4 separate regions of the Mus musculus genome follow, and all the other regions are linked to region 2. Evidence: chromatin contacts called from public Hi-C and HiChIP or PLAC-seq data. All regions are on one chromosome and are shown on one strand. The core of a region is the stretch at or near the end of the contact, and the rest is flanking DNA. Distances in the headings are between cores, read along the strand shown.

Region 1 (4,459 bases), core at 1,471-3,970, 720 kb after region 2:
CAGAGTTCCTTCTCCTTCTCCACTGAAAACAAAAACATTTGTCCGCTTTAGCAAATGTCAGCCCAAGCAGTATGAAGAACAAAATATTGAGTGTCACTTCCATCAAGCAAAGTTACTGGGCCAACAGCAGATGCAACCGCTGGCACTGAGAGAAGCCCATTATGTTACTAGCCACAGCACCAGCGATCAAGAGCTCCCCAAAGCCCAAGTTTTCAGGGCTGTGACAAAGCCCATCTATTGTTCTCTGGCAGACAGTGCTAGAGAGAAAGGATCCCGGAGTCTTACGGAAGGCAGGCTGAAAATGCATGTGCCAAGCCAAAACTCAAGCGAGGCTACACAATGTAGCTACTGGAGGAGCAGCTGGTCCTGGTGGCACCAGACTGTGTCTTTTCAAGCCGTGTCATCAACAGTTGTCCACAAAGTAAACACGTTCTGAAGGGGTGCCTGTCAGTTTCCATTTATTTATAAATAAGGAGATGAATAGCATCCAACTTACATTTTTTTCATGGTCATTTTGTTTCCCTCTTTAAATTCCAAAACCAGAGCAGAAAAGATGCCACACAGCAACATAGTAACACAGGGCGACTGCAGCGCTGTGTCCAGGAAGCTGAATTGACAACTGATGGATAACACTTTTGGCCCAGTGCTATCAGGCAGTTTTTCAGACTATTGTTGGAACAAAAGAAGGTCAAGTTTTATTCTTTTCTCCTGCTGGGACACAAAGAGTTGGTCTCAACTTTTCTTTTAAAGGAAGGAGAAGAACGCATTCTTAAATCAAGGCTACCCTGGAGCCCTAGGGCAATCCCAGCACTCCTTAACTACAGGGACTGGTTTGTGGACAAACTCTTCTGCCCTTTGAAATTGATTCCCAGTCTTCTTGGTCCTGCTGCCCAGCTAACGAGGTTCTTTTGAATGTAAATGAGTCGTAGTCAAGACATTTCATCTCCCCTCTATTGGTAATAACAAACGGGGCTTCTTGTGTTATCCTTTGTGGAGCTTTGTGAAGTTCAGTAGTGATGGAGTAAGTTCCCTTCTGTAAAATATATATGTATTGTATAAATATATTAGGTTTAGTGTCCTTCCTCCATTGTCTCCATCAAGTTCTTTTGTTTAAAAAATAAAAGCAAAAATTTAAAAGTATAGATGAATTGAAGCCATCTTAGACCAGATGCTAAGTTGGAAACAAATTCAAAGACTTGGGATATTAAATAAATGTGTCTTGTTTGAAAACAGCGGTGGCATGTTTTAGGCCCAATTCTGACAGTACACAGGTCAGCAAAGACCTGTCAGAGCTTTGGGCGCAAACTTTAATTGCCATCTACTGAGGTTTTATCTTTTTCTATGTATTGAATGCTAGTACTGGCCCCCCGAGACCTGGTGGCCTCAGCTAAGAGAGAATACACAAAGTGATGGTACGTGACCTTGCTCTTTAATGATTACTGACTTGAAGACTGTGAGTTGACTGATATGGGTGCTGGGAATCAAACCTGGGTCCTCTGCACCAAGTGCTCCTAACTGCTAAGACATCACTTCAGCCCCTAAGGCAGGGATTCTCCGCTTGTGACTCCTTTTTACCAGAGAGATTTTGATGGAACATCAGATGGAGAAGCATATAAAATAAGTATACAAATGAAACACTACTAATAAATCATATTGAGATTAATTTTTAAAAACTTTGTATGCGTACAATCTATCATTTACTAAAGACAAAAGTCTATTTGCATACCAATGAGAGATGTGCTTGTTTCTTTTGCATAAAAAATTAAATCTTCTGACTATTTTACATTCAGAACATAGAGCACTTTCAGTTTTTCAAAGTAGATCAATATTTTGATTGGGGACTGGACAGGGATTGAACATTTGCTCCAAACAAAGCTAACAGTAAAGGGGACTGGACACTTAGAGACGGTGTTCTGAGAAATAAATTTATATTTATATAGCCATCAATGTTAAGAGTGCCATTTGGCATAAATAGGTAGTACAAACTGTCAGAAGTGTGCTTAGGAGCATTTAGAAATTGTTGGAAATTCTATCCTAATTGTAAGCCAAAATTCACTGGACAATTTTTGCAAGACTCAAAGAAAGAGGAAGAGAGAATAAGGCTGAGTCACTTGCATATTTTATTTTGCTCAAAATTTTCTCAGAACAACCATGATTATATCTGTATATACATAAAGTAAAATAAACAGAGTATAAGCGCAGCAGTGATGTATGTCACAAGCATTGTCTAATCAGAGTAAACTTGAAAATGACTCAATGACAACAAAATTTCAGGATCTAGAAGCACCCATTGGTCTAAGAGACTAATAACAAATACTTTGTTGTAGTCTGCAGCAACCTATAGCAAACACTTCGTTGTAGTGTGCAGCAACCTATAGCAAACTATAGCCACCTGCATACAGCCACGTTCAACACCCAGTCTAAGTCTGACTGTCTCGGAAAGAAGAGCCTCCTACTACATCTCTGCGTACGTCTGGAGGTAATAAAACACGTCCAAACGTTGCTCTATTCTCTATTGCAGCTTTGACTTATCTGTCATAATTCTCCACTTTGGGCTTAAAGACAATTGATTTTTTTTTTCCCTGTGTGGGCCCTTCCAGGATTTTGACTCCAATTGCTGGCAAAAGTGAGCTTTAGCTTCTCCAAAGTAAACATCTCTCTGTCCTCCAGCCGCCGTCCGTATGTGATGTTGAAAGAATGGCAGGAAATCAATGAGTCATGGTGGGGACTGGACAGGGATAGGACGTGCACTCCAAACAAAACTAACAGTAAAGGGGGCTGGACACTTTGAGATGGTGTTCTGAGAAACAAAGCCAAGATTTCAAGAAAAAGCAAGTACTTTACACAGGAAGGGAACTGAGCATCGTCTACACAGAGGGAAGAGTCTCATTGGGGATGGAGAAGAAGAAGACAGGATTGGATGCAGTACCCAGGCAGAGAGCAGCTAAGCCAAACAGAAGGGTGACAAAGTAGAGAAGTTGGGGGCGAGGGGAATAGAAAACTCAATTACAGCAGTCTTTCCCAGATGAACTGATTACCTATTGTGGTGAAGGGAGTTAGGAAACATGTTGTACCTTGTATTGCTGAGTTGGGAAGGAGCATTAAAAATACCAGTGGGGCTGGCAAGGTGGATCAATGGGTAAGGCACTCAAATCCAAACCCTTAGAATGCAGGTAAATCTGACCACCACGGTCTATAATCCCAATATCCCCACAGCAAGATGAGAGTCAGAGCAAGGAAAATCCTGCCCTCCCAAAAGCTTGCATACCAGATACCCTAGCAACATATATTGGCAGACAGAGACCCAACCTCCAGCTGTGAAAAACGAAGATGGACCCCTTACACATGCTCTGGTGCCTACACAAGAAAACACACACACACACACACACACACACACACACACACACACACACACCCCTTATCAAAATGGCCACAAAGGAAACGGAAGAGAGAGGCAGTGGGAGCTAAGTCCAGGCTTTTGTGGTAGCTGAATGTAGAAGAACGGTGCGGGCCTCCTGACAACACTGAGCATCTCAGTGTTTGCTTCACACGTTTTTCCTTTACCCTGCCACCTGATATATGGCCAGAGCAATTACAGGATTGCTTGTTGTTGACTGACCTATAAGGCCTATTTGCAGAGCACAGTAGTGGCTCTTTGTCCCCATTTCCAAGGGTATGTGCACCTTGGTGTGTACAGATCTACAAGGCCCTGGCCCGGTAGAGACCTCCACTCTGGGCATTTATTAAAGAGTCACAATACCTTCCCAGATTGCCTGAGTTATTACAAAAACCCAGCACCCCATGGTGTGAACTGTCTGACCTGTTCAGTCAGTCCCAACAGAAAATACATTCAAAGTGTTACATTTTCTTGTTTTAAAATTTTCCTATTTCCCATGACATTTTTTGTGAGCTCACTGTAAACATAGCTCTGTGTGTTTTCCCTTCCACCCTCTGAAAATGTGTGTTGTGTGAAATATTAAAAAAGCAATCCACGCTATGCTGGCAGGGCACTAGTGGGAAGACTGGCCTGTTCTCATCTCAGCAGACTCTCTAATCTGAAGCTCTGAAATCTCTCCACCTGGCTTACTAAATTCCCATGGTGGGTCATTGCCACGCCAGCCCATGATTCCAAATTCCCACGGCTTTTTGGGGTGCACTTCTTGCAAACCCATGCTTTGCCATGGTACCTTTCTCTCTGGAACCTTGCTGAGTCGCTGCATAAAGGAAAACACCAAACAATCTTGGTTTAGAATTACCGGGTAACTCAATCGCTGGAGTAACAACTAGCATCCTAATTTGTAAGCCATTCTATGTTAAATCCTCTGGCAAAGGATCCCAATGTATCCGCCACCTAAACCGTGTCCTCCTTCACCTACTTTTTTGCCCCATGAGCCAACCCACCAGCCAGGCTTCGGCTTTCCAACTCAGAAGTCCCGCCTACTCCTCGCCCAGTGATTGG
Region 2 (3,896 bases), core at 1,205-3,704:
AAGCACAGTGTTGATAGGGGATAACTCCCAACATTAGTCCTGGGTGTGCACATGGATGTGTGCTCAAGGACATGTGCATCCACTTACATGCAAATACATGCACATCCACACCACACACATACACATGCATGCACACACGCATGCGTGCACTCATGCACCAACACACTCGCGGTAACAGAAAGAAGAAGAGGAAACAGTCAATCCTTAAGGGTAGTAAAATTTCACAGATGCTAATGTAGAAAGCAAAGTTTGAGGAAGAGTAGAGCCATTTATATGGCCAGATGCTCCCTCGAGGTTATAGATAGGTTTATTTTTCCATTCTTTGAAGCATACTCCACATAAATGTGTTATTATATTTTCCACGAGTCTCTACAGCACACAAAATATAATAATGAGCCACTTTTTACTCCAATCTCTCCTAAATGTGGCATATCTCATTACATAGAACTTGTAGGATTTTGATACCCATTTGTCATCACCGCCAGCATCCATTGTATAGTGATTTAAATTTTGCAAACAAACCTAACAGCTGGTGAGGGCATTGCTGCTTATATTGCAGAGCTGTGCCATCTGTTTAGCTGGTGCAATTTGCAAGATTTCTTAGATAGCATATTTCATGATTATTTCATAAGAGGCACCCATGATAAATCCTCTGAGCTGCATCCTTGGAGAAATCAAAAGTAGCATTTATTATAGATTTGAAAATGGTGGTATCCTAGGAGATGATATAGCTGTATATCCCCAGAATTAAAAAGAACAATGTCTCATGTAAATGTCTATACCATACAGACAGAAGTCTTGATGTTGACAGCGGCTGTCATAAAACCCTACAGACAGAATTATTCAGATTTGAGGTCTCTGAGCCCAGCTGACACTAACTGGTGAACCATTCCCTTGGGTTCCTCAATATTTCCTGTCCCCTGCTCCTTCAGAGCCTGCTCTGTAAATCCCTGACTTAATGCCTCTGCCCTCACTGTAAGGAGCAGAGCCACCCTGAGCAATTATGTACACTTGCCCATGGGCAAGGACTTGAAGCATTGGATCCATAGAGATTTAGTCAAACCATTCCCCATATGGGCTAGGCTTAAAGGCACACCAAAACTTTCCCTGGGTGTTCAAGTTCAAGTGTTTATAGATCAGTAGATACATAAACTAGCAACTACAGCCCCCTCCTCCTCCAGCATATTTACAGTCTGAAACAGCTTACCTACAGAAACTTCCTACCAAGACTAAGCCCCAACTCATACCCCTTTGCTGCACTCAAAATATACCGAGGTTCTGAGTTCATAGCAGTAGTAAGTCCCATTCAGACCAAATGCATACACTCCAAGGGACCTCAGTCTTTCTGTATATGTCTCGGTGTGGCTATCCATTCTTCATTCCTTCACCAACGCTAAATCATGGTTTCAGGACTCAAGCTGTGCTGGTTGTGATATCTTCACCACTCCTGGTGAATGGAATTTTCTGGTCCAACAGTGGTGAGATGACTCAGTTGCTAAAGTACTTGGGGAAGTGGAAATAGGATCCCCCGGGGCTTAATGTACACCTAGTCTAATAGAATCAGTGAGCACTAGATACCACAGAAACCCTGCCTCAAAACTAAATAACCAGTTGGGTGGTAGTGGCACACACCTTTAATCTCAGCACTTGAGAAGCAGAGGCAGGCAGATTTTTGAATTTGAGGCCAGCCTGGTCTACAAAGTGAGTTCCAGGACAGCCAGGGCTATACAGAGAAACCCTGTCTCAAAAATAAATAAATAAAATAAATAAATAAATAAATAACCAAATGGAAAAATAAATAATGATTAAGTAAGGTGGACCATAATTGAGGAAGACACCTAATGTTGACCTCTGACCTCTATGCACACATGTGCACATGTACATATACACACAAAAATGGGAGAGCACAAAAGAGTTCCTTCTTGGTCTCTGTATTCTTATAGTGTGTTGTACTTACTTGCATCCTTCTGGAGGATTTATTTATTATCTTTTATAATTTATTTTTGTTATTTTTCAGTGTGTGTGTGTATGAGTCTATCTGTCTCTGTGTGTGTGTATCTGTGTCTTTGTCTCTGTCTGTCTCTGTCTCTCTGCCTGTCTCTCTGTCTCTGTCTCTGTCTCTCTCTCTCTCTCTCTCTCTCTCTTCCTCTCTCTCTTTCTCCTCCATCCACTGAATTTCCCTTTAGAGACCTTGTCTCATTTGTTCCTCTTTCTGTTCCTTTTCTTGCCTTCTTCCCCTTTCTTTGTCTTCCTATAAACCTCCCCGTTTCTCTGTCTCAAAGATCACTCCTAACAAGTATATGCATACTTAAGTGCATATGGATGGATATACCTTTCCAGACTTAAGGAGTATGTCCTTCTCTGTGACCCACAGTCTCTCCTCTCCATTCACCTCTTTACTGTCAAGCTTCTGCAAGATTCCCAACATATTTGTTAGCTCTGCTTGCTTAATAAGCACTCTGAAGCTCACCCTGCTGTGATCTGGTTTTTGTCCTCTGACTCCACCAGAAGGAATCTTGCAAACATCATCAAGGACATTTTTATTTCCAAGGATAATAGATGATTCCAAATTGCTATTTGATGTGACTGGGGGTTGCATTTGGCCCATCTGATTCTGTCCCTGTGCCTCTGTGTCTCTGTATCTCTCTCTCTCTCTGTGTATCTCTCTGCCTATCTCTCCCCCTCTCTCTGTCTCTCTCTCTCTTACACACACACTCACACAAACACACAGACACACAAATTGAGAATGTTTAACTCTACCTATGAAACAACATGACACATTGGAACTCATCGATGTCAGACCCTCTAGGTTTCCGTTCAGTTTGGTTTTCTTCCCCAGCCTTTGTTAGACTGCTATGTAAATGTTGGCGTATCCAGAACAAACTTGCAAATTCTTTTTCATGCTTCTAACAGAACTGCCAGTACGTTCAAACTTGGTCAGTCACAACTACTGCATTGTGTTCATAATTGCATTTCACAGAAGCCCTGAAACACTAAAGTTCAGTTCTCTAGCCCTGAGGACCTATAAAAAAGAATCAATGTAGTGAAAAAATAAATGTAACAACAACAACAACAACAAAACAACAACAATAATAATAATGATAATAGAATAAGTGTGGTGTCTGTAATTGATGATGTAGGTTTAAACATTGTCTATGTCATTAAGATGTGCTGCTTCTCAGGCTCTCCAACCAAGGCCACTGGTTGCTAACTGTAAAGAAAGTACCTTGCACTGTCAGGATGGTAGTTAACCCACATGTAGCTTGTTGTTGTTGACATTTGGACTAATGTAAACAGAGAGAAGTGACATGGGCTGGGTCAAAGAAGCCTGACCATCCAGAGCTGTCCATGTCATGGCAAGATGCTCTTTCATGCTTTGAAGACAAAGAAAAAATCAAGGACATAGTAGAAAGTCAAATGGCAGGCCTCATAGGAAGAAATCTGAATCATCCAACCTCATCTGGGGTACAGAGAATAGCTTTCACGAAATTCGGATGAAGATAACCAGGTCAGAACCTTGAAAGATTCTAGGGGGAAGATTTTAGGGGGAAGTTGTATAACCAGAATAATTGAGATAATTGAAAACTTAAGCTTACTAATTTCAGTGGGTCTCTCAGTGCCATTTAGACATCTAACCATATCTCTCCAAAAAGATTCAAATTTTACATTCTACAAGATACCTGGTCAATAAGCTCTTTCTTTTTCTCCCAACAGAAGCTGCAGCCTGTTCATCCATATCTATCCTGTTGTTTTTGTTAATGAAACTATAGAATTAATGTCCTATTCCTCCTATTCACTAGTCCCTCTCTCTGCACTGCACACACAATACCTTAATGAGTTGTTTTAGTTTGCTCATTTATGATTCAGTTGTCTCTTTTCCTTACTAGATTTTTTAA
Region 3 (4,508 bases), core at 384-2,883, 670 kb after region 2:
TATATTTACCATTTTCTTACGTAACTGCAAGTGTCAATCATTTCTCCTTGTGGTTTCCTCTGTCATTTCAAAGTTTAAAAAAAAAAAAGATCATGGCCTCTCCGAAGAGTTGATAATAACATGTTTTCCTCCGTGTTTCTAGTGAGCTAATATTTCAGCCTTCTGAAGTTTATTTTGATCACCAGTTATTAACTTGTGGTATTTAGTTGAATTTTTCAAAACAATAAAAAATTAGAATATTAAATAATATATACTAAATAGTTTCTTATTACTTTTTATAAAATATCCTGTGATTCTGTGTGTGTGTGTGTGTGTGTGTGGTGAGTGAGCACAAGCATTCTCATTCCCAGGGAGGTGTATCTCAATGGAGGCCAGAGGAAGGCATCAAGCACCCTGTTTTGTTGTCCTCTGCCTTATTTACCAGGCTGGTGGCCAGCAAGCCCCAGTGACCCTCTTGTTTTCTGTCCTCCCAGACACTTGGGATTATAGGTGCACATGTGACTGCATCTACTATTTTATATGGATTCTAGGGTTTAAGTCCAGTTTTCATACTTTCACAGAAAGAGCTCTTCCTGACTGAGCCATCACCCTAGCCTTCATATCTGCCTGGTTCCTACAGAGTCATTCATTAGGATTGGTCCTGGACTCACTTCTAATACCAAGGTCTTCAGATGATCCACTCCTTTGCCAGACACTATGTCTCCATGTAACCAGTAGGAGCCTGTATGGAAATAAACACAGCCACCAATATGAGTCTTTCTGCCATGGTGAAATGAACCCTGAGTACTGAGCTACTTCTCCTTCAGCTTTGCCTCATCGTGAACAGACTGGAGGAGTTGAGACCTCCATTCTCTATCTTGTAAGCATAGTTTCAAGACAATGGCTTCCTCCAAAGGGGAGAGATGGGATGCTAGGACAGAGAAAGAAGGCATAGGGAAATGCAAAGTATTGATGCTATTCTGAACCTTGGGTTTGGGGTAGCTTCCTAGGAGAAGATTATTACTGCCTTTTGTAATGCATATGTATATATCTTATTTAGAATATATAACTTTGAATAAAATATAAATTAGAAATAATAAACAAAAACATTCTCAGTGCCAATTTTAAAAAAAATGCACAGGATCATTCAATTAATAATTTCTGTTCCCTTCACCTGGTCTCATTCTTACAATGACAGAAAAAGTACCTACCAAGCCCAAGCCAAGCCTCTCCCAGGGATTGCTGGGAATAAGTTCTGAGAGTTGGCAGATTTACTTAGAGCCCTTTCTTTGTGGTGGAAATGAACTGAAGCATCTTCCTTTAAGAGTTGGCCTTCCTTTTGTGAAAGCAAAGATGTGGGCAAATTTACAAAGAAGGCCATTTTCCTGCAGGTGCTTCCTACACACCGCAAAGGTCAAGAACGCAACTTAGTTCTTTTTCTAATATCCTAAGGGAACTAATGCAGTTCCTTGTACTTAGTAGGTGGACAACTAATTGCAAATCAATGTATGAATGAAGAAGTCTGGCCTCACAGTTTCCAGGAAAACTTGTAAATGTCACTCTTGAAATGGTAACATGATTCGCAACCTACTGAACGCTTCATAATGAACCACCCACAGACAGAGTTTAGTATGAATATCTCCTATGTTCCTCAAATCCTTTGTGACCTATGGACACAATTGTTAAATGTGAGTCATGATCTGGCCACGGCTCCCACACAATGGGTATTTTTAATGCTCCTGCATTTCCTGAAGTCAAGCTTTCAGGAAATGGTTTTTGCAATAATGACCTCACCCTCCCTGTATCCCCTTACCCCCACCACAGAATCCCAGAATAGCTGAACAGGTGTCCAAGTACCTAGAATTACCCAAGAAACTTCACAACCTACCTTCTGTTTTCTGTCAAAGTCACAAAGCTAACTTGTTCCTTAGAGCTCTAAAGGAATATGTCCATGAACCAGGCCTGCTCATATTTATGTGTTATTTATATCTAGATACAGTTTGTTCTTGATGCTGGCAGTATCTGCACAGAACTAAGCCAGTATAACAGTTAAAGTATAGGTTCCAGAATTCAACAGCCCATGGATCCAAATTACACAAGTGACATAAGTCTGTCACTGTGTATACGGCTTTAGGCAAATAATTTGGCCTTTCAGAGCCTCAACAGTCGCATCTGCAAAGTGGGAATATAGAAGCATTTCTTGGACTATGATGAAAAATCAGATAATAGAGCACATGTAAACCACTGGGCTCCTCTTCTGGCACACAGTAAGTGTGGAAGCTTGCCAGTTCTTACGGCTGTGTGGTTTCCCCATCTCTCAAGCCCTGTCATTCACTGGGACAATGTCAACCACATTGTGGTCACCGGGACTGCTTAGCATTCATGGGGGGGCAGGATGCCTTCAGAACCCTCAGCCCCAGTCCAGTCTGAGGAGCACTGTCTAACTACTCTTTTAGAATCAAAGCCCATAAGGAAGCCTACGTGTAAGAACTGAAGGAAGGTTATACTATCTGGGAACACTTCAGTTTCAAAGCAAGCAGAGACGTCCCCCCACATGAGTGGGAAGAGGGGCATTTGTAGTATGACCTAAGCCCCCTGGTAAAAGTCTTTATAGCATTAAACCATGTGGTAAAACTTAATTAGAAGGGATTATATTTTTCAGAGCTCTATTAACTTGGGAACCCAAAGGCAAAGAAGGTTATTAAATGGCCACCCGATTATGGGAAACAAAATCCTGCTAGTCAACCAGACCAGCTGACAAACTTCCCAAGGGCTTATCTGAGACCCTCCAAACAGCACAAGTAACTAACTACTAAGAGGCGAGATCTGACTCATCACAGTTGTCTTGGAAGTCAGACGGTAGTACCTTAGACATCAGGGCAGAGGTTGTGATTCATGCATCATGTCCTCAAGTCACCAACCATCAACTCAGTGGATGAGCACAAAGAAAGCTGTCCCAGAAGCCCCTAAGAATGACTTCACTACTCATTGTCACAGATCACAGAGTGCTATCCTCATGGCAAGGTTGAGAAACACGGCGGTAGTCATCATCTGGGCACTGGCAATCAGTGATCCACTAGTTGGCTCAGACTGAGGCAAAATTTTGGTGGGCATTTCATGAAAATAGACCCCTTGAGGTCTCCTGTTTCAGAAGATTGAGGATCAACAACAAAAGAACATCAATCCATACCTAAATGGCATTTCACAGCCCTCAAAATAATAAGCTGTCTACGTAGACTGCTGAGAGATGCTTCCAGCAGTTAACACTCACTGGCTGTCCCAGGAAGAGAACAATTCCTAAGGTCTCTCTATGAAGGGCAGCACTTTACATAAGAAATGGCCAGTGTATAATCTTACTTAGCTTTATTCTTCCTGGACCCAGTATCGGGAGCTACCTTTTGCCCTTACTTGGGGGAAATAAGAAATAAGGCAATTAATACTTCCATGAATAAACAAGGAGGATTAGTGCAAAGCACAAGTACCTCTCCAGTTTTCATGAGGATAACCTACTCTACATGACCACAAGCAGGGCGTATTAGACATCTGAGCATCATTTTCCTTACCCGCAAATCTTTTCTCGAAGAAATGTTTTGTGGGTTTCTTTGAATGGTTCCACTCTGACTCATTGTTCATTATTCCAAAACCAAGTTGGTCAAGACTTAGCAAGCTTGCTGCAAAGTACCCAATGTGGGTCACAATCTTGAATTTTTTAAGGGGAAAGGAAAACATGGGTGTGTAGTCAGTGCTGATTCTGTCTGTGGGCCATATCTGGTCATCTTCCAGGAGGAAAAAAAAAAAAAAAAAAAGCACTTGGAGACACAGAGAACACGTGGAGGCTGCCCTTTACATTAGAAGCCCCAAAGTCCCGACTTGTGATGTCTGAACATTGAAAGAGGCCTCAGAACCCTGCCTGATATAGCTGTCTCTTGTGAGACTATAACGGGGCCTAGCAAACACAGAAGTGGATGCTCACAGTCAACTATTGGAGGGATCACAGGGCCCCCAATGGAGGAGCTAGAGAAAGTACCCAAGGAACTAAAGGGATCTGCAACCCTATAGGTGGAACAACATTATGAACTAACCAGTACCCCGGAGCTCTTGACTCTAGCTGCATATGTATCAAAAGATGGCCTAGTCGGCCATCACTGGAAAGAGAGGCCCATTGGACTTGCAAACTTTATATGCCCCAGTACAGAGGAACGTCAGGGCCAAAAAGTGGGAGTGGGTGGATAGGGGAGTGGGGGGAGGGTATGGGGGACTTTGGGGATGGCATTGGAAATGTAAATGAGGAAAATGCCTAATTAAAAAAAAAGAAATAAAAAGCTTTTGATGAGAAAAAGAAAGAAAGAAAGAAAGAAAGAAAGAAAGAAAGAAAGGAAGGAAGGAAGGAAGGAAGGAAGGAAGGAAGGAAGGAAGGAAGAAAGAAAGAAAGAAAGAAAGAAAGAAAGAAAGAAAGAAAGAAAGAAAGAAAGAAAGAAAGAGGCCTCAGAGTATTCCAGCCTGTGCTCATAGAGCGCGCTATTTATAGC
Region 4 (3,898 bases), core at 745-3,244, 570 kb after region 2:
TCTCTAGAACTATAATATACAGGGACGTGTGATTTTAAACCACCCAGTCCACGGCATTTTGTTATAGTAACCTGAACCAATAAGCATTCTTCCCCTTACCCAGTTCTCAGGGTACAGTTTAGGGTGGGGGTATCATGCAATACTAATAGGCAATTCCTTTCCAAGAAAAGACCACAAGATAATGATGGACTGATGTCATGCGCAGGAAGCCTTTAGACTAGAAAAGAAAACAATGTCCAACAGGAAGTTGACACCCTTTCTTAACAGGCATTAGCAAAGATCTGATTCCCATGGGTAAGGTGAGAAGGAGTTAGAAGAAAATTGCACCAGATACATTTGGGTGATGGAAGCCAGTCATTAGAGTAATCTTATAGCTGTAAAAGAGAGAGAAGACAGAAAGACCAGTTCTCCTGTGAAACCTGAAAAATACATGCATATATATATATATATATATATATATATATATATATATATACACACACATACAATACACATACACATACATATACATATACACAGATCTTTCTGGAATGTTCCTATAAAGGCTCCATTTGTCTTTGATGTGCTCTTCTATAAGTGATTGAATCAAAAGAACTCTGACTCCATTGATGGCTTGATGATTGATGGAGTTATAACCTAAACACACCACTTTGAGGTGGAGACTCAAGATGTGGGGTGTACCTGGAGGAGGTGGGTCTGTGGGATTTGGCATCTTGTCTCTAACCCCTCTCATCTCTCTGCTTCCTGTCAACCATGAAGAGAACAGCTTCACTTCTATACACGCTTCTTGCCATGTGTTCTTTCTTACCATGGCCCATGAACAGTGGAGCCGAGTAACTTTGGACTGAATCCTCCTGTACTGTGAGTCCAAAATAAATCTGTTTTAACCTGTTTATCATACATATTTTGTCCTAGTGATATATTAACAATGTAGAGGGCACCAATACCATGCCATGTACAGAGTATTGTCCCTTCTAAGTTGTTGATTAGAACCAGGTGGAGACTACACAATGCAGGTGTCCATGACCAGAAGAGGATTTGCCTTGACCGTAATGTCACTTGGGCTTCAGGGTAATTCTTGAATGGGTTTCTTGCTGTGCAGAGAGACACAACCATTATATAGTGTTTTGTGCTAGTGTTCTGTTTCTGGGTAGAGACACTATGACCAGGGCATCTCTGACAAATTCAGGCAAGCCATCTTACTTGCTTATAAACTGGTTAGGACTACACAGAAATACTTAAGGCAAGGTCTGATTGCAGATGTGGCATGCATCTAGCTCACTTTCACGGAGGGCAAAAGAGGACCAATTTGGATAATCAAGTGTGCTGAGGTCAGGCCAAGCTGACTCCTCTCACCTCCTCTGGAGCCCTTCTCATGACACATGTCTCTCTTTTGAAAATGAGGTGAGGGTTGCGTAACTGAATTCTTGAATAAGGTCAGTTATAAACATCACAGTCACCATCTCTTGTGTGAGTCAGAAACTGCTAGTCTGGACTTGCTATCAGAAGACACAGACTGAGAGAGAAGGGTTGTACTTTTTTTTTTAACCCATCAGAAAGCCAGAAATGATATAACATTTACAGAAGGTCAGATAGTTAAGTTTCCACCTGGCATAGGCTGTTCATGAGCTGCTTTTGAAGTTCTGGCTTCTTGATAAAGGGCTAAAAACACAGGAAAATAAAATTCCTTATGGTATGCTTTTTGCATAGGTGTGTGCACAGGAGACCAGACCATAGAAACAGTCTAAGAAGGTTCTACCATTTGTCCCAATCATGTGTAAGGAAGACAAACAAAAGGTGTTGAACCCTCCTCGACACCCTCCTCGACACTAGAAGTGTTCCTTTGGGAAACAAGAGTCAATATTTGAACTTAAAACAAACAGCCCTAAGTTCAAGGAACTCAAGAAATTTCTCAATTGCCCACTCATTCCTGGTATGTCATACACACAGCAAAGATGACTGTAGTCACCACAAACAGGAACTATGTACATGGCTGGGGAAAGGTCAGCCGATTAGATGTGTTTGGCATCAAGGCTCCTGGCACAACCACCACAAGCTGACCAGTCATAGCAGAGGAACAATATGGGAATCTTTGTTTGAGTGAACTACAATCCACAAGCATCGAACACAGGTGATTCAAAGCACACATTCAACTCTCTTGGAGGGTGAAACTTGGGAGAAGGAAGTCCACTTCACCAGGCTACTAAGTAGGAAACATTCATGAATCACTCAGCACGTATCACAATCACCAAAGCCGATAGAGCACAGCTGTGTGTCAAGATGCCCATGCTGGACTCCCACACAGCCCGTTCTCCTCCAGGCTAGCTGACCTTCAGGCTCTGACTACAGGTCTTAAGGGGATTCTAGGTGTCTTCCAGACTCTGGTACCTTTCATATCCCCTTTGAGCCAATGTCCCACATTTAAAGCCTTTCCCTTCTCCCTCACCTCCAGCTGCAGAATATGTTAGGATTAGCCTTTTTTTCAAAGTTCCTGCTGGGGTAAATTTCATGCGTCTATTTCCTCCCAACCCCCTGCCCCCAGCACATTCTCTTAATTAATTCAAAATTTCTCAAGTTTTTCTTAAAGGCCATAATTTATTCGGTTTCATAGACGTTTCTTTTTGACTCATTCTTCTCTCCAAACACCAGAGAGCCGCACGGATTCTGATATTTTTCCATAATTTCTAGCCCCGAATGACTCTGTGACTACAACGGAGCTTTTAAACATCGGTGAGTGGGGAGTGAGGATGTATAGGTGTTATTCATTCAGTCACTCATTCATTATTCATAAGCTCCTTACTGAATGCCTTCTAGTGCTTGGTTATTTTAAATCTACACAAAGTAATTCCAGTTCCGAGGAAACTCAATCTCAGGAAAGAGGAACATAATGCTTTTGGAACTCCATGCTGTCAGGTTTACAGTAAGCAGTGGCTCTCAGCATTAGCTGCACAGTAGAGCCAATCAGGCACTCTAAGCATAGACACCTACTCCAACTAAGACAAAGGGAATAAAAATCTCTGAGCCGGGTTTAATGATCCCATGGATAGAGGGACTCTCTGTGGTCCTAAAGAGGTTCCTATCCTGATTAATAAAGTATCTGTCTTGGGGTTTCTATTGCTGCAATGAAACACCAAGACCAAAAAGCAGTTGGGTTTGCGGGGGGGGGGGGGTGATATTCAGCTTATAATTCTAGATCATTGTCCATCACTGGAGGAAGCCAAGATAAGAACTCAAGCAATGTCTGGAACCTGGAGGCAGGAGCTGATACAGAAGCAATGAAAAGGTACTGCTCACTGGCTTTCTTTCCCTGGCTTTCTTTCTTTTCTTTTCTTTCTTTCTTTTTTTTTTTTTTTTACGGAGACAGGGTTTCTCCGTAGCCCTGGCTGTCCTGGAACTCACTTTGTAGACCAGGCTGACCTCGAACTTAGAAATCTGCCTGCCTCTGCCTTCCAAGTGTTGGGATTAAAGGCCTGTGCCACCACGCCTGGTGCTCAGCCTGCTTTCTTATAGAATCCAAGACCACCAACCCATGGATGACACACCCACAATGCGCTAGGCCCTCCCTCATTGATCACTAATTGAAAAAAAAAATGCCTTATAGCTGGTTCTCATGGAGGCATTTCATCAACCGAGGCACTTACATCTCTGATGACTCTAACTTGTGTCAGGGTGACACATAACACCAGCCAGTACAGTATTCAGGGATCCAAGGAAAGATGATCTATGAGCCGAATCTTAACAGATGGCTTTCTCAGTGAGGGTGTGGGAAACATATCCTAAGCAGGAAGGCCTGGGGTGAGTTTATAGAACATCCTGAGATGCTGGGTCAGGTTTAGAGAGCTGGAGCATGTGGACTTCATGTCTCTAGTGAACAGCAGTCCTAGAGGAATTGGTACCC

Evidence for each region. A called contact is a pair of places that touch in the nucleus more often than the background predicts. HiChIP or PLAC-seq counts read pairs in DNA pulled down with a chosen protein or histone mark.
Region 1: a contact with region 2 is called in a Hi-C map of bone marrow-derived macrophages, with 16 read pairs. The contact joins two enhancer-like sites. A contact is called at or near these places in 1 of 484 Hi-C or Micro-C datasets (bone marrow-derived macrophages) and 2 of 115 datasets of contacts at active chromatin or transcription factors (bone marrow-derived macrophages and pancreatic cancer cells).
Region 3: a Hi-C map of bone marrow-derived macrophages shows a contact between it and region 2, with 11 read pairs. The contact joins two enhancer-like sites. A contact is called at or near these places in 1 of 39 promoter capture datasets (the C10 cell line), 3 of 484 Hi-C or Micro-C datasets (bone marrow-derived macrophages and liver), 1 of 115 datasets of contacts at active chromatin or transcription factors (liver) and 1 of 9 other capture datasets (embryonic stem cells).
Region 4: a contact with region 2 is called in an H3K27ac HiChIP or PLAC-seq map of microglia, with 6 times the contacts expected there. The contact joins two enhancer-like sites. A contact is called at or near these places in 1 of 15 datasets of contacts at CTCF or cohesin (the NIH/3T3 cell line), 1 of 484 Hi-C or Micro-C datasets (bone marrow-derived macrophages) and 3 of 115 datasets of contacts at active chromatin or transcription factors (bone marrow-derived dendritic cells, microglia and neural progenitor cells).

Annotation. Positions count from the first base shown.
Region 1 is chr10:96,186,587-96,191,045 of GRCm38.p6, reverse strand. No RefSeq gene overlaps it. Among named protein-coding and RNA genes, the nearest start is that of Gm40746, 7.9 kb to the right of the region's middle. Within about 2 kb of position 2,720, at least 84 of the 459 cell types and tissues checked have an H3K27ac peak or open chromatin away from gene starts, as enhancers often do. A contact at or near this core is called in bone marrow-derived macrophages, where this site is marked.
Region 2 is chr10:96,908,444-96,912,339 of GRCm38.p6, reverse strand. All of the region lies in intron 1 of Gm46240, which reads right to left. Among named protein-coding and RNA genes, the nearest start is that of Gm46240, 9.1 kb to the right of the region's middle. Within about 2 kb of position 2,454, at least 12 of the 459 cell types and tissues checked have an H3K27ac peak or open chromatin away from gene starts, as enhancers often do. A contact at or near this core is called in bone marrow-derived dendritic cells, bone marrow-derived macrophages and microglia, where this site is marked.
Region 3 is chr10:96,236,261-96,240,768 of GRCm38.p6, reverse strand. All of the region lies in intron 1 of 4930459C07Rik (RIKEN cDNA 4930459C07 gene), which reads right to left. All of the region lies in intron 2 of Gm40747 (a long non-coding RNA gene), which reads left to right. Among named protein-coding and RNA genes, the nearest start is that of 4930459C07Rik, 12 kb to the right of the region's middle. Within about 2 kb of position 1,633, at least 78 of the 459 cell types and tissues checked have an H3K27ac peak or open chromatin away from gene starts, as enhancers often do. A contact at or near this core is called in bone marrow-derived macrophages, where this site is marked.
Region 4 is chr10:96,336,322-96,340,219 of GRCm38.p6, reverse strand. All of the region lies in intron 2 of Gm33782 (a long non-coding RNA gene), which reads right to left. Among named protein-coding and RNA genes, the nearest start is that of Gm33782, 29 kb to the right of the region's middle. Within about 2 kb of position 1,994, at least 107 of the 459 cell types and tissues checked have an H3K27ac peak or open chromatin away from gene starts, as enhancers often do. A contact at or near this core is called in bone marrow-derived dendritic cells, bone marrow-derived macrophages and microglia, where this site is marked.